2 separate regions of the Macaca mulatta genome follow, and region 2 is linked to region 1. A link is a contact called in public Hi-C data. All regions are on one chromosome and are shown on one strand. Each heading gives the region's core, a stretch centred on a gene start, on an enhancer-like site or on the middle of the called end of the contact. The rest is flanking DNA. Distances are from core to core; before and after follow the strand shown. Region 1 has its middle 31 kb from the start of PITRM1. Region 2 holds the start of KLF6 (KLF transcription factor 6).

What was found. A called contact is a pair of places that touch in the nucleus more often than the background predicts.
Region 2: a contact with region 1 is called in a Hi-C map of fetal cortex germinal zone, with 4 times the contacts expected there. The contact joins the promoter of KLF6 here to the enhancer-like site in region 1. A contact is called at or near these places in 3 of 14 Hi-C or Micro-C datasets (fetal cortex germinal zone, fetal cortical plate and fibroblasts).

What each region holds. Positions count from the first base shown.
Region 1 is chr9:4,739,621-4,743,428 of T2T-MMU8v2.0, forward strand. No RefSeq gene overlaps it. Among named protein-coding and RNA genes, the nearest start is that of PITRM1, 31 kb to the left of the region's middle. Within about 2 kb of position 1,726, at least 3 of the 40 cell types and tissues checked have an H3K27ac peak or open chromatin away from gene starts, as enhancers often do. A contact at or near this core is called in fetal cortex germinal zone, where this site is marked.
Region 2 is chr9:5,340,582-5,344,389 of T2T-MMU8v2.0, forward strand. It overlaps KLF6 (KLF transcription factor 6), which reads right to left and starts at 1,742. Exons shown (of 4, transcript XM_015146365.3): 1 at 1,446-1,742. The coding sequence starts at 1,547. It overlaps LOC107000013 (a long non-coding RNA gene), which reads left to right and starts at 2,086. Exons shown (of 2, transcript XR_013397895.1): 1 at 2,086-3,808.

The DNA of each region.
Region 1 (3,808 bases), core at 476-2,975:
TAGTAGAAATCGGGGCAGCTTTCTCACAGACATTCAGGCAGCACACACAGAACAGACGGTCACCTGCCTGGATGTCACGGGGCAAAGTGAAGCACAAACACACACGGGCCTCACCTGCCCAGCGTGGCCGCAGGGTCGCCGGCTGGTTAGGGTCCCTGGCTGGTTAGGGTCCGTGGCCGGTTAGGGTCCCCTCCACTGCCAGGGCAGGTGAGGCCCGTGTGTGTGTCTGGGCTGGAACCAGAGTGAAGATTCAGGTTGCGGCGTCAGCAGGTGAGCAGGGAGGTGAGGAGGGCAGCTTGCAGGGACCAGCAGGTGAGGCAGAAGGAGAACTTAAGACACAGAGAAGTATGTGAGGAAGCAAATCGCAGCACACAGGGCCATCTGCGGGGCTCATTTCTGGAAGGCTGAGGATGGATGAGTCGTGTGTGTGGTCTCAACGATGCGTCAGGAAACCCACTGAGTCAAAGCTGCTCACTCTGGCTCAGGTGCTGCTCGCTGCTCCTGGCTGCCTTACAGCCTTCTAAGAGCCCACTGGAAACTCTCCAGACCTGGCGGCAAGCGGGTCCCCAGGTGTCAGGACCCGTGGCTGCAGGCTCATTCCCTAGGCTCAAGATCACCATCCTGCAAATGAGGCAAATGATTGGAACCCTGTCCCATCTGATCATAACTGATGCTTGCAAGTCTCGTAAAACAAGTAAAAACTGAGTGCTGGGTGGTCTGTTTGGGGTTGAAAGCATAGATATGAACAAGACACCCTTCCTCAACCAGAAGAGTGGATTCTTTTGGAGGGAAGGGGTTCCGGGTAGCTGGTTGTGCAGGGGATCCTTGTAGCTTGCCAAGACATAAAGCCCACCTTTGCAGGAAGCCAGACGCACTGGTCCAGGGGTAGTGCTCGGCCCAGCTGTCCGATTGGCCCTGCTCATTACTGGGGACTCTGATTGTATTAGTCTGCTCCCACACTGCTAATAAAGACATACCAGAGACTGGGTAATTTATAAAGGAAAGGGGTTTAATGGACTCACAGTTCCACAGGGCTGGGGAGGCCTCACAATCATGGTGGAAGAGCCAGGGACGTCTTACCTGGCAGCAGGCAAGAGAGAGCTTGTGCAGGGGAACTTCCCTGTGTAAAACCATCAGATCTCGTGAGACTCACTCACTATCACGAGAACAGCACGGGAAAGACCCACCCCCATGATTCAATTACCTCCCACCGGGTCCCTCCCATGACGCGTGGGAATCGTGGGAGCTGCAAGTCAAGATGAGATTTGCATGGGGACACAGCCAAACCCTGTCACTAACCTAGGGAGGGCTTTCCTGTGGAGCACTTAGCGCTGCCTGTGAACTTGCCACTTTCCCTGCCTGTTTACCCTCACTGGATTGAGAGTTCCTTAAAGTTTGTGATAAACTGTGTCTTGTTCACTTCTTCTAGTGCCTGGCATGGGATAGATGACCCGCTCATATTTGTTAAAGAATGAAAGAGAAATTTCAAGAACTTTGTTAACTCTAAATGACACAACCTACACATTTAGAAAGGAAACTTCCTGCCAAAGGTTTACCTTCCTGCCAAAGGTTTACAGGCTGCAAGGTGGCCATCCCAACAGTCTGGGAAGTGTAGCCCAGCCTGGAGCCTGCAAGGCAGGCACTGCGAGGGAAAGGAGGATGGAACGGGGGTCCATGCTGAATGGATTAACCAATCATGCATATTCAACAGATTATAGGAGGATCTATGAATATTTATGAAGGGGGCTGGCACATGCATAATGAACAAACACGCCTGTTACATAAGACCCAAGTTCTCCTTGGGGTGTAAACCTAGCATTTAAACGAATTTCACTTGGGCCATATACATCGAAAGTTCTTTTCAGGACACAGAGGAACTTAAGTGCTCAGCCTCTGTGAAGCGGCTGGAACCAGTCCATGCTTGGGGGTCTTTTTATCAGAAGAAAGTTACTGAAATCAGTCTCTTGCCTAATCAAAACTGTAGTGGTGGCTGCCGAAACGGGGTTCCGTTGGGCAGTGTCTGATGGTTGGTGAGCTGTAACTGCTGCAACATTGCTTATCTCGAGGCCAGGGCTTATTTAGCTGCCAGAGAAAAAGAAACACCTTATGAGAGTTAGAACACAGTTTATTCTTTAAGTGTGGGGTGCGTGACTTAACCTTTGTCTGGTACAGCCTTAGGTCCCGAGTATAATTTGGTATTGTATCGCCACAGAGTTCTCTCTGTCAGTCTCGTGGTCTCTGTTCCAACGTAAATGCTGGCCAGTTGTGCCTAAACCCCAGAAGAGTGGGGTGTGATGAGGCTTGAGGGACTTAGAATTTTCCTTTTGGCATACACTTCCCGATGGTGAATGCGGGAGCACGTGGCAGGCACTGCGGTTGCGGGGTCCTGGATTGGACCTGGGGGGAAGTTCACGGTGATGCTGAGTGAGGATGAGCGGTTCTGGGATGGAACGCGACACGCTGAGCCATGCCACGTGCAATGTGTTTGCATCGAGAAGCCAGAAGTTTAGGAATTTTCTCTCTGCTGTGACCTGCAGTCCTTTCACTTCATCAGCGGGACTTTCTTTCTGAGGGACTGGGGGAGGGTGACTGCCTTTGAGAACTGAGAGAAGTGCGGAGTGAGGCGTGGAGCAGGTGGGTCGGTGGCTGCAGACTCCAGGTCTAAAGGCAGGCATCCCCATCATGATTTGCATGGCAGGCAAATACCCGGAGCTCCCACGGCCACGTAGGCAACACTAGAATCACCGGGCTATGAAAATCAGGTCTGCAGCGAACAGCTCAGTCTGAGTTCTCTACTGGAATTTTCCAGCATAACTTGGAAGTCAGAACTGTGCTGGGATCCCAGCGACTGGGGGAGGCAAAGTTGGGTCGGGGGAGGGAGGGTGGAGGCCATGAGGGAGACACAGCAACCTAGAAACGTTCAAATAAACAAAGAACCGGAAAATCAGAGCAACACCAGGTGAAAAGAAGGAACCCAACGGTGGGCGGGCTGTTGCTGGACGCCAACCTGATATGTGGCATGGTTTGCAGTGAGGCACGCAGGGGTGAGCTGCCCTGGTGGGCGTGCCCACCCCTCACACTTAAATAACATTTTACATTTCATTCATTCATTCATTCATTGGTTCATTAGTTCAATAGATTGTTTTTCTTTAATGAAAGCCTTTTGTTTCTGGGAACTTTCTCTGCTTGCCTCAAGAATGTTATGTTTGAAGATTTTTATGCTTCAGAATGTTTGTTTGTTTACTTATTTGTTTATCTTTTAAGGCAAGGTCTCCCTCTGTCGCCCAGGCTGGAGTGCAGTGGTGTGATCTTGGCTCACTGCAACCTCTGCCTCCTGGGCTCCAGCCATTCTCTTGCCTCAGCCTCCCGAGTAGCTGAGACTACGGGCACGTGATACCTTACCCAACTAATTTTTGTATTTTTAGGAGAGAAGGGGTTTTGCCATGCTGGCCGGGCTGACCTCGAACTCCTGGACTCAAATGATCCTTCCCTCTCAGTCTCCCAAAGTGCTGGGATTACAGGCATGAGTCACCGTGCCCGGCCTAGAATACTTTTTTTTTTTTTTTAAATTTAATTGTATTTAATTTAAAAATATTTTCATTTTGGATTCAGGAGGTGCACGCACAAGTTTGTTTCTATTTTGTGAGACTGAGGTTTGGGTTTCCGTTGATCCCATCACCTACACAGTGAGCACAGTACCCAATGGGAGGTCTCTCCTGGCCGTTCCCTCTCTCCTTTCTCTTGGAGTCCCCAGTGTCTACTGCTGCCCTCTGTATGTCCCGTGTACCCGGTGTTCAGCTCCCACTTA
Region 2 (3,808 bases), core at 492-2,991, 600 kb after region 1:
CGGGGGCTCAGGCTGACTTAGCAGTGTGCCTCTCTCCTGCCACAGGCAATCCCTCCCCCTCCCCAGGCTCGCACACAGCCAGTGTGAGCAAGCACACGGGAAAATCATGGTTTCCCCTTTCCCCCGAAACTAGGCGTCTGAGTTACAATGCACACTACAGCGTTCTGAAGAGGGGCAGCAGCGATATATCTAATTGATTTTCCAAAGAAAAAAGAAAAGCACATTTATGGAGATCTTGTTAAACTTTAATAATCCGGCTAATTTAAAATCTCCATTACGCTGATGAGCACCCGGGACCTGAACGAAGCTCTGGGAGAGTTTAAAAGCCTCCGAAGGCGACCAGGAGCCAGGTCTGGCCGTTTGCCCAAATCCCAAATGCCCGAAGGAAACTACTTAGATCAATTTCAATCACGTCCCAGGGAGCAGCTTCTTTGAGGAGAAAAAAAACAAGAGGGGGAGGGGGAAAAAGGCAGGAGAGGATTGTGAACAATTAAGCAGGCGTGTGAAGGTTGCAACACCCTGCATTTCATCCTCCTTAAAGCTTTCGAGGCTTGGAAACCCACAGCCTCTATTTGATCTGGCAATTCACTTTGTGACGAAAAACAAACAGCACAGCAGGGCAGGGAGACAACAGTAAACCCTCCTGCGATCGCTGGAGAGACAATGGGACGAGTGTCAGTCTCTCTCCCCTCGGGCGATGCTACCGATAAGCACAGGGACATGGTAAGTTTCTTAAAATTTCCAATGCCCCCAAATTCCAGTTCTACGACAACGTCGGAAACCGAGGTCCTTTTTCCCAAGCTAAGACTTGAAGCAGTTTGGACGGGCTCATTGTCACAAGACTGACAAGTCACTGGAGTGTACACAGTTTTGTTTATTTTTATTTTTCTTGGTCAACAAGAGAAGCACGTAAGACAAATAAGGCAGATCTAGGGGAAATGTTAGGCATTCCAAAGAGGGGAAAACACATTGGAAATGGTCTAGAGTTTTAAAAAACGAAAAAAATTAAAAATAAATGAGAGAGCTGGTCTACGTTCTGCTGGCAAAATGTGATATTTTAAAAAAAGCCGTTATGTACAAGCACCAAAAAGCAAAACAAAAACAAAATCTTAAAAAAAACAAAAAACAAAAAACAAAAACCTTGGCAGGCAGAGCAAGTTGGTCCCCATGACAAGCTCCAGCTGTGGCGCCTGGAGCAGGGACAGGCTCCGAACTCGTGCCAGGGGCTTGGCCGGGCTGCGCCGGGAGTTGGGGCTTCCCTGGGCGGACGCTGCTCGCGGGCTGAAGAATCGATCGGAGGGGGCGCTGCGCCCGATCCCCCGGTGACAGCGCGGGGCCCGGGCCCAGCGGACCGCAGGGAGCACCGGGTCTGAACCCCAAACAGCCGCCCCGGCCCGCGCCCCCTACCCCGGCGCCCGCAGGGAACCGCGGCCGGCTGCGTTTACCTGTTGCCAGTACTCCTCCAGAGACGGCAGCGCCGAGAAGTAGCCGGTCTCGTGCACGATCTGGAGCTCCTGGAAGATGCTGCACATGGGGAGCACGTCCATGTCGGGCCGGGTCGGACTGAGCCCGCGGTCGCGAGGGCGGCGAGGCGCGCGGTGGGAGCCGGAGCCGAAAGTCTCCCCGGAGCGCAGGTGAAAGTTTCATGCAAACTCCAGGCTCGCAGAGACGCCCGGCCGGACCCTCCCGCAGCCCGCAGCGCGCGGAGCCCACACAATATTTGCAAACACCGGACTGACTGCAAACGTAACCCCTGCAAAACTTCCCTATTCAAAGCTCCGCTGCCAGCCTCCCCCTCCGCCCCCGCCTGGCTCCCCCCACTCCCCCTCCCCCCACGTGACTCGCCCCGTGCCCGCCCCGCGCGCGGCCCAATCCCGTGGCTCCCGGCCCGGGGGCTGCGCGCCGATGATGTCAGCTCCGGCCAATCGCGGGCGGCGACACACAGCGGCCCCGCCTGGCGTGACCGAGACTCTCCATCACGGCCCGCACCATTGGTTCAATTCGAACTCTGCTCGTTCTGATTGGAGAGTGGCCTCGCAGGCTATTTTTAGCAGGGTATATAAGGCGCGGGCGGCGGCGCGCCGGAGGAGTCCGCGCTGTGAGGTGCGCGGCCGAGCGCTGTGCTGCACCTGCGGCCGGGGCTGAGGGATCCGGGGCTGGGAGAGCCCGGGCGGGCCGCGTCGCCCGTCCCCAGTCCCAGTCCCCCTTCCTTGCTGCCCGGTCCCGCCACCCCGCGCCCGTCCGGGTCACCAAGCCGGGCCCCGTCGCCGCGCGAGTCCCGGTTCCGGCAGCGCACCCCGCGGGCGGCCGCCCCGTCCTGCTTCTCTCGGCCGTCAGGTCCCGGGGCCGCCCCGTTCCCCCGTCCCCCTCTGTGCCCGAGGCCGCCCAGTCCCCAGCTGTTCCCTTCTACGCCCGGGGCCGCCCGGTCCCCAACTGTCCCCTTCTACGTCCGGAGCCGCCCGGTCCCCAACTGTCCCCTTCTACGCGTGGGGCCGCCCCGTCCCCTACTGTCCCCTTCTACGCCGCTCTGTTCCCCTACATCCCCCGGTCCCCCTCTCTTCTCTAACCTTGGGGTTCCCCTCTCTGTCCCCCTCCATCCCTGAGCCCCTCTCTGTCCCCATCGATTCCTACGTCCCTTCTCTCCCCTCTGTCCTCAGGTCCACCAGAGTGGGGGAGGGGAGCACGCAGGCTCCCCTTGGAATTGGGAGAAACGTGTTTATCTTGTAGAGGGCGATCTCAGCCCTCACCAAGGTTAACAGCTAGGTTTTCCCATGAATGTGTAAACAATTTAAATTAGGTGGAAGCCGACATTTAGTGTGTGTGTGTTTTTCCATATAAATTATCTCCGAAAATATACCGTCATGTTGATTTTTAAGAAAAATGTCGAGAACGCTAACCAGAGCATTTTAAAATCCAAAATGGGAAACTGAATTGTAACTGTATTATAGTTTTTGTTTCAAAATAAGAGTTTAACGGACACTAAACATTTTGAAAGAATGGACTAGGAAAAAAAAAAAAAGGGTTTTGTATGTTTAATTTTAGAGAGTCCGGCAGAAGCCTGTGGCTTAAGACTAGGTGGGGACCTTAGTGAGTCTGGAGTGGAGAAGGGTGGTTTGTCTTGTACCTGTGGTATGTGGGCTGTGAAGGTTGTGCAGAGTGAATTGACAGTGTTCTTGGCCAGTGTTCATCACATTTACCCCAGCAACCGAGAGCCAGGACCAGCCCTCCTTGGGGACCTGTACCTTAACTGTTTCTAGGAATGCAAATGGCTTTGTTTTGAACCATCTACAGATTTACCCAAGTGCCCACTGACCGGGCCCCAGTAACTGGCAGCCAAGAGCGTTTGGGCAGCCGTTGTGTTGGGGGCAGGGTTCGCTCAGTAATTAGCGCTTGTGACCTTGGCCCCACTAGTTCCAAAGTAAGCAGGAGTGTGGAGCAAGTCCCCCGCTGAGGGCCAGGCACCCTGGATCAGGGGGAGCCGGAGATGAAGGGGAAGGCTCTGTGTGGGCCAGAGAGGCCAGGATGGCTGCCTCTGCAAGGTGTGTGGGCGTCCTGGTGAGCGGGTGTCCCAGCTTATCTTTGGGACAATTATTAATTGTCAATGTTTTTTAATAAATCCACATTCGTATAAAATTTAAATTCATCCTTGTCTCTTAACATACCTTGTCCGGCAGTATGAAGATTATATCGTTTATTTTTACAAGAGGGAACCTGATTAGTCATAATGCAGATACAGTACAATAGGCATTGTCGTTTTCAGAAAAAAAAAAAAATTTAAAAACATGGTACGTATGAACACTAAATTTCA